Regions from separate parts of the Mus musculus genome. Here region 2 is linked to region 1. Evidence: chromatin contacts called from public HiChIP or PLAC-seq data. All regions are on one chromosome and are shown on one strand. Each heading gives the region's core, a stretch centred on a gene start, on an enhancer-like site or on the middle of the called end of the contact. The rest is flanking DNA. Distances are from core to core; before and after follow the strand shown. Region 1 has its middle 58 kb from the start of Gm25439. Region 2 has its middle 210 kb from the start of Kirrel3.

What was found. HiChIP or PLAC-seq counts read pairs in DNA pulled down with a chosen protein or histone mark.
Region 2: a contact with region 1 is called in a FOXA1 HiChIP or PLAC-seq map of pancreatic cancer cells. The contact joins two enhancer-like sites. A contact is called at or near these places in 1 of 484 Hi-C or Micro-C datasets (the C2C12 cell line) and 1 of 115 datasets of contacts at active chromatin or transcription factors (pancreatic cancer cells).

Annotation. Positions count from the first base shown.
Region 1 is chr9:33,856,971-33,861,171 of GRCm38.p6, reverse strand. No RefSeq gene overlaps it. Among named protein-coding and RNA genes, the nearest start is that of Gm25439, 58 kb to the left of the region's middle. Within about 2 kb of position 2,396, at least 21 of the 459 cell types and tissues checked have an H3K27ac peak or open chromatin away from gene starts, as enhancers often do. A contact at or near this core is called in the C2C12 cell line and pancreatic cancer cells, where this site is marked.
Region 2 is chr9:34,278,175-34,282,375 of GRCm38.p6, reverse strand. No RefSeq gene overlaps it. Among named protein-coding and RNA genes, the nearest start is that of Kirrel3, 210 kb to the left of the region's middle. Within about 2 kb of position 2,310, at least 97 of the 459 cell types and tissues checked have an H3K27ac peak or open chromatin away from gene starts, as enhancers often do. A contact at or near this core is called in the C2C12 cell line and pancreatic cancer cells, where this site is marked.

The DNA of each region.
Region 1 (4,201 bases), core at 1,147-3,646:
TATGCTCAGAGTCCTCTGTGTCTCTACCTTCTCTCCATTTGCTTGGGGAAGGGAAAGAGCTGGGAAGTGCTGAAAAGGTGATGCTGTGCTTGCTCAGGTCTTTAATGTGTGCTCCTTGCTTCCCTCTGGCTTCCTTGCTTTCTTGACACAGTGGTTGCTTCTTTTTTTCTTCTTGACACTGCATGAGGCACCAGGAATAAAGGGGCTTAGAAAAGAAAGTGGGATCTGTACATGGCCTTTACAACTGAAGGGTGCACAGTTAGGATGAGAAAACAGTGGCCTTCTTCAGCCATCCCTGCAGAGGCTTTGCCTGGCTCAGAGAAGCCTTTGTCCTATTTCCCTCCCATGGCACTCCCTCATGCTGTTTGCTGGGACAAAGCTGTCTTCTTGGCTGTTCAGAGATAGACCCGATCAAATCTCATTTGTAGACTTGCAAAGGTGGATGCTAGAAGCCTTGGGACCTGTTTTATCCATGTGATGGGTGTGATGCTTGTCTGTATCAGACAGAAAAGACTATTCTGGAGTCCATACATAACTTCATAGGTTCATAAGGAAGATCTAGGTTTAGTATGAAATCTATGCACCTGTTGGTGAAATTCCACTATTCTGTTTCTATTTGATATCAAAAGAGAAGCTGAGGTTTAATTTCTCCTTTTTCTTCCGAGGATGTGAACAGGATGATATTTTGAAAATACAATTAAATTATACAGCATTTTATTTTCTATAGACTCCTTCCTGTCCCTTTCCTTCCCTTTACTCCATGGAAACATATACACTCAAAAAGATAACCTAAGTGTGGCCATGCCACCCTGGGAGAGGTTTGGTCAGAGAACAAGCCTATAAATTTCAGTGGTTCCAAATACCCAAACCCTGAGGCAGATTATACTGGTATTTGAAAAGCATAATCATTGCCTGGACTAATTATTTATGTAGGAAATGCCTAGTGTCATTTAAGAAATTAAAGGGACTTTTTCTGCATCTTCCTCATGTACTAGGGTTAGTGAATGAGTAGACTATGTGAAAATGAAAACTGAGAGGGTTCAAGAGAAACCAGGAGTCAGTGCTGAGCAGAATGCCACACTGATCTGATGCCCGATGGCTGGCTAGAATTTGAGTTACTATGTGAAGACACTTGATATACAAACAGCCTCTGCAGAGAGATCTCTGCCCTGCTCCCACTGCAGGCCACTGCTGGCCTTCTTTTGGATAATGGAAACCTCCCCCTTTCAGTAACTAGCTTCTCTCCCAACCATGCTCTCCAGCTGTCTGCAATATAAAATTAGTTCCCTCCCTTACCATGAACCCCTTGTGGGAACTCCCATTCATGCATTGCTCTGGTCTCTGAGAGACCCAAATAAGATCAATTATTTGACTTAAGCAAAACAAAGTTAGTCATCTAAAAATAATCTAGCATTAAGGATTTAGTCTGTTACCTTGAAATAGATGATCTAGGGACAGAAAATGAAGAAATTTACTTGATTCTTAAGCTACTTGAGGAAAAATGTACCTATATTCCACTCCTCCCCGCAACTATCTCCCAATGAAGAATACATTGCTTGGACACATGATTTTCTTTCTCACTTTTCAGCAGTGGCATGCATTCCACTAGGGTGTATAGATTTCAGTCAGTGCTCATACTTCTGTGAGCCACAGCCCGTAGTCATATTTCTTCCTGAGTTAGCGCCACACATAGTAATTGTCACTGACTATTTTTAAAGAAGCAAAAGAAGACATACATTTCTGAGTGTTTAGCTTCTTCTCTGTAATAGAAAAATGGGGCAACACTGAGTCCTATCATCCCGTGATGCTTTCTTGGGACTTGACAGCACTCCTGGGTTCCCCTGCTCTCCTGAGTCCACATTGCATGTTTGACATTGAGGCAAGGCTAGATGCCAACTACCATCGGAATCATATTTCTTTTTATGCTCTGCATTCCTGCCTAAATCTTCCCTTTTATGTTTCCTTCATGGTCTTGCGAGTCATTCTTCCACTGTAGTAAAGTGTGCTTTCCTGATTTGGATAGCGAAAAGCTATGGTGTAATCGAGGTGGTGGCCCATCAGGAAAATATCTGTGGTCATTTGCTTGTAGAAATAATACTTTGATATTACAGTTCTTTAAAACCTTACTTTGTATACTTTTTTTCTTCACTGAAATCTCTAACTTATTCCCCTTAAGTCACACAAACGCAGCTGGGGTGAAAAGGTAGGACTCCTTAGCCCTCTATTCTGTAACTTTCTGCTTATGTGACTTCCTGGTAGCTCTTATATTGTCCTGTACCCCTCCCCAAAGTGTTTGACTTTGGTCGTCACTGGAGGTTCTGCTTATCTCTCTGGAGGAGCCATTTCGAGTCTTTATTACTAACACTGCTGTCATGTCCTGTCTGGCTTGTAACTGTGTGGCGGAGTGCAGATTGAGCAACTCTGAAGAACAGACATTTGTCTGAGGCTGTCTAGCCAAGGAAACCAGGGCTGTGTGGCTTGGCATAGTGCCAAATGTGTTTGATAATTAATTGTGTGACTTTAGACAAGTAATTTGCTTTGTGAGTGCTTCAGTTTCCTTTTAGAAAATAAGACTCGACCCAGCGTGACCCCTACTTATTCATTCAAGTGATTCATTCATGTAATAAGTATCAAATACCTAACATGTCATAGACACTGCCCTAGGAGCTGATATAGAAATGACAGAAAAGACAGTGGCATTGCCCCTGGGCATTTTAAAGTCTGGAAGAAGAGCCATATATGTTAGTATTCATTTATCTGTTTATTATTGATTACACTTCTTTGCAGCCCTGTGCATGTAATGTATTTTGGTCAATGATGAATTGCATATACAACGGTGTCCCCATAAGGTCACAACAAAGTGAAAACATTTGTGTCTCCTACAGACACTTCTGTAGTCCTCACATCATATCAGTACCAGGTACGCTGTATATATATTCATGGTAATGCTGGAGTAGACAGATCCTCTGAACTGTTAGTGCAATGGAGATTCAACAAGTCATTATGCACAGTGCATAATTCTTATAGTGATAATAAGAGTTATATTTCTGGCTTCAGGGTTTACTCTGCTATGACTTTTTATGATTAACATACATTCCTTAGTATTTTGCATTACTTTAACATACATTCGTTATTATTTTTCTATGAAAAAGAATAGCTTACACTGTCAGCAGTCACTCCTCTCTAATATTTTCATCTTCTCATGATTTCATCAAGAGGTAACAGCAAGTGAGTCACCTATAACACTTTGGTTTGAAATAATGCACTCTTTGTTGTTAAGACGATGGCAGTGACTGGAGAGATGGCTCAGTGGTTAAGAGCACTGACTGCTCTTTGAAGGTCCTGAGTTCAAATTCCAGCAACCACATAGTGGCTCACAACCATCCATAATGAGATCTGATGGCCTCTTCTGGTGTGTCTGAAGACCACTAAAGTGTACTTACATATAATAATAAATAAATCTTTTTTTAAAAGACAATGACAATTTGCCTTATAGTTCAGAACTTGCGCCATCCACTAAGTGTGACATAAGTATAAAATAACCACACATACCGGATAACAAAACATGTACATGTTATTTAGAGTTGTGTGATATGACTATGTGACAAGTAGCAGAATATGGGCCATGATTGCATGGGAATACTTACAAAATTCAATGAAGATTTCAGACCAGCACTGTATCTTGTGAGGGCCCCGAACAATGAACAGAGCAGCAGTTGTTAATCTTCCTAACTCTATAAAATGCTGTTCCTCATATCACAATGTCTCCAGACCATAAAATTATTTTGCTGCTTCATAACTGCAATTTTGCTGCAAATTAATATTTGATATGGGGCTCACGACCCACATTGAGAACCACTGGTATATTGCATCTTGTGTTAAGACTCAGAGATACATAAGTGATTGTATCCAGTGATGGAGATGACCAAAGTGCGGCAGGTAGTGCGAGAAAAGATGTCCCATTAAAGGTAGGATTCATAGAGCATTATACCCTATGATATGTTCTAATTTTAATATTAGATTTTTTAGTTGTTTTGTTTGTTTGTTTGTTTCCAGGCAACATCTTTCTATGTAGCCCTTGCTTTCCTAGAACATGTCTGTACCTTCTTCCAAGGCCTGATAATGATATTTTAGAAAATCCTCTCTTTAATGCTTTTATGATAACAAATATCAATTGATGCACAAAGTATTCCATATTTTG
Region 2 (4,201 bases), core at 1,061-3,560, 420 kb before region 1:
AAGTACAAGATAAAAATAAGCCTCTTATTAGATAAGTTTATTTTCCTATATATCTGCCTTGACTTTACTCAAAAGAGTGTCCATGTTAGTTGTCCACCTTGTATACTCCTTCTTTCCCACTTTAGCATCTGCTTCTTCTAGTTCCTACAACCTACTTTTCTCTAGCTCCAAGCTTGCCAATACTAATAGCAAGTATTAATAGCTCAGCAGATCAAGGGCCATCTGTGGCTAAGATGTACTCTCTTGAGATGACATTTTTTTTTGTCACTTGTGGGTGTAACATATTTGTGTAGAAAATTTCTGTTTGTTATTACTACTTGTGTAAACCAGAACTCAGATATGTCTGAACAGAAGGCATGATTTACTGGACATAGAAACACTCAGATACAGTGTCTACAGATACTGCCCCAGTCTTGGAAAGGCAGCATGGAGTTCCACAGTATAGAATTTACAGAAGGACACCAGGTCAAGTCTCAAGTCAGCCATTTCCTAGATTCTGTTATATTGTCTATACCAACTCAAGCAAACTCCATTATTTGTTTCAGTTAGGACCTAAAGATAATTCTCTGCCAGTTTTCTGAGTACACATTTTGTAGATATGGGTTGGTTTTTTCCTGTTTCCTGATATCTGTCAATGACTGTTGGATAAAAACACAACTTTCTAGGGGAGAGGGAGGAAAAGTCTTTTTCTTACCATCAGTATCACAATGGCAATGTTTCACTTTGGAGAAAGGGCAAAGGCAACTATGTGTAATGCCAATTCTAAATGGCCTGGGTTCTTTATATTTAAGATTTCTTTCTTGTGAGATAACTTGTTTCATATTCAGAAACTCTCTTAAAGAAAGCATAGGATGAAATGTTTCGCTGGCCATGACTTTCCTGTGAGTGTCTATAACACTTTGTCATTGAACCAAGGGAGTTTCATATCTTTTGCCAGCAGTTAACCTGTAAAATAATTCTGTCCATTTTACTCTTTTTTTTTCTGTAAGATATACTTACTATGTAGCGTAGGCTTGCTTTAAGCTCATACTCCTCCTGCCTCAGCCGCTATGTACTGATTACAGGTGTGTATTGCCATGCTTGGTAATTTCTTAGTTCTTGTTCTTACCGTTGAGGGGAGTTGGGAGAATTTGAAGTGGACAAAGCACTAGGGCTGCAACACGTACCTGTCAGTGTGACCTTGGGGAAGTCATAATAAGCATGTGAAACTGTGTTTTTATCATGCATGGCAAGAAAATAATAGCACGTGCCTTAGCTGAAGGATCAAGCATAGCCATCCATGAGCAAATACCTTGAATACAAGGATTAAAAACATTCTATTAGAGAGGCAAACAGCAATGTTCCTAGCACTCTGCAAGGCAGTATGCTCTTTCCCGTCAGATTTGGAGGACCACGCTGGCTGCAGAGTGGGCTCTAATGAGGATTTCTCATTATTGCCATTTGGTTTGCTTCTTATTAAATTTAACAATAATGTCCAATTAATTCTGTGTCCATTAAAATTTGAAATAATGATTTCAAAGAACAAACATGAGTGGATTGCACGGGATACTTCAAAATTAAAGAGAGATGTGTGTGTGTGTGTGTGTGTGTGTGTGTGTGTGTGTGTGTGTGATTTAATTGCTTAGAGCTCCTAATGAGGAAAGATCATGAGACTATGCCAATCCGTAAGAGGGAACCGCCATTCAGCTCAAAGGGATGCACAGTGCTCAGAAGTTCAAAACATCCACATCTGAGGTCAAGTTGTGTGGCATGGCGTTAATAAAGTCATATTAAATAGAGATCAGAGAGGAGAAGGATTCTTGTGTGTGTGTTCTGTATGTGTGCATGTACGTGTATGTATATATATAGGTGTGTAGGGCATGTGGGCATGCCACCAGACAGTCATGAGCACTGGTGAGGTAGAGCATACTCAAATCCTGGGAATCTCAGAGATTCGAGTCCAAAGGAGTGGAGCTGCTTCGTCTGTGCCTGCTCAGAACCTCAGCCAATAGAAAGCATTTACCCTCCAAATCCCATCCCACTGCCCAAGGTTCATAGAATCGCTGTCCACATGGAATAAAGTGCACAAGTTATTTCACTGAGGAGCGTCTCAGAGTGGCTTGGAGGAGGGCTCTCTTGCCTGAAGCACTCATTGTTGAATCTTGGACCTGCTTGCCTGGCCAGGCTCCTGTTGCCCACAGAGGCTCACATCAGAGTGCTGGCTGATGCTATCACCATTGCTGCTGCAGCTGCAGGACTGAATGACCTGCCTCAAGCTGACTGCCCAAACTTCTTTATTCCTTTTGTAAGAGCTGTAACACTCCCACATTCCCAGCATTCCTGGGTTGGACTGGAGCCCTATGGAATCTATTCACCCAGGCTCTGACTCACTCTCCTTGGTCTGGCACACAGCAACATCTGACAACCTGAAGATATACGTTTTCCCATCCTGAAGAGACTGTGTGCTCTCCCATCCTAGATTTTGCCCACTACCTGCTGAGCCAGTGTATCAGTGGCATCCAGACATTGCCAGCAGAGAGGCAGAACATGGAACCACACAGGTATGCATGCATATTCATGTACATGCATGTAGGACTCAGAGGCCAACACTTAGAGGTTGGCAACAGTATCTTTCTTTGTCATTCTCGATCTTATTCTTTGAAACAGGATCCTCGCTGGATCCCATGTGGGCCTTTTCAGCTTGAGTGACTGACCTGCAAGATAGTATCATTTTGTCTCTGCCTCTCAGTGCTGAGTTTGTAGATGTGTGCATCTGTACCCAGCTTTTAAAGTGGGTGGATGACTACATTCAGGTTCTTGTACTGACTCAGAAGTATTTTATTGACTGGGCCACCTCCCCAGCCTTGTGGTTTGTTTTTGAAGACTCAAGCTTACCACTCAATGACTCATCCCATACACTGAGTATAGCTGACCAAACTATACTAATCCTCTTCCAGTCCATTCCTCAATATGTGCCTCTGTCCTACAGTAAAATAAAAGAATTAATGATTCATTTCATTTACTTCATAGTCAAGAATACAGTGCATACTTTTCCCTCCTCCTTGAAAATGAACACTGTAGCTGGAGCCCCCTGGCTTTTTGACTTGCTTCGCTTCTTATTGCCATTAATTATGTCTTTGCTCTACATTTTTTTTTCACATCAACAGAATTTTTTGATGATGGAGCTTACGAACTCTGGTTTGCTTGCCATGGTCCATAGGCACCGTGTGGCATTTGGGCTGTCATAGGCTCATTGTACTTCAGTTGAAGTTAAATTGTTTAAAAGAAAGGTTGCCAGGAGAGAGGGTACTCTTCTCACTCAAGGGAGGGGACTGCAATGTGCTGGCATAGAGAAGGCACTAGAGAAATACAAGGGAACCAGAGCATCACAGGAGTGCTGGCTTTGGCTGCAGTCCAAGTGGAATAATTGCATCCCATCTATGGAAAGCCCCCTGCAGTTCCAATCAGATTGGATACTCTGTTCAATTTCTTCCCTAAAGCCTTTGCATTGAGGAGCAGAGGCTACATGTAAGCAGTGGGCCACTGACCAGTAGATGCTTCATGTAAGGAGTGGGTCATTGACAAGCAGAGGCTGTGCTTAAGGACTAGATAAAGAGCCAGGGAGCTGAAGAAAGGATGTAGAACTTCAACAATTCTCTTCAGGTCCCTCCTTTTCCACCTCCAAAGTCTCACATCAGCCCTTGAAAAGAGAGAAGAAAACCAGGGTAAAGATTCTAGCAGAAAGCAACATTTTAGTTAAACAACCACATTCTTATAAGAGATGAGAGTATAGTTATCTGGTGAACCATGACCCCTGCAGACACATGACATGTTTGGAATTCATGGCCTCCCACCAATTGACTTTTGCCTAAATTATTTAGACACCCCATCTCATTCTAGTCACATTGCTCTCAAAGAGATTGAAGACAGGAGGTGGGGAGCGGGACTCTTTCACCCCCACAGCTTCCTTGTTACTCTTAGGTCCATTAAGATCAAGCTCCTCAATGATTTCCTCTTCTTGGCCTATAATGAAGTCAAACTGACTCTGATTGTCATCAATAATTAATGAGTCCGATGGTTCTCAGCCTCTCCAGGCCATTTGGCAGATGGCATCGTCGATTTACTATCGTGCCTGCCATTCTGGAAGCCTCTCAAAGTGGTTTATGTTGTGAAATCTAGTTACAAAAGGCTTTGCACTTTGGGTGATCTCTGGGTTTTGACA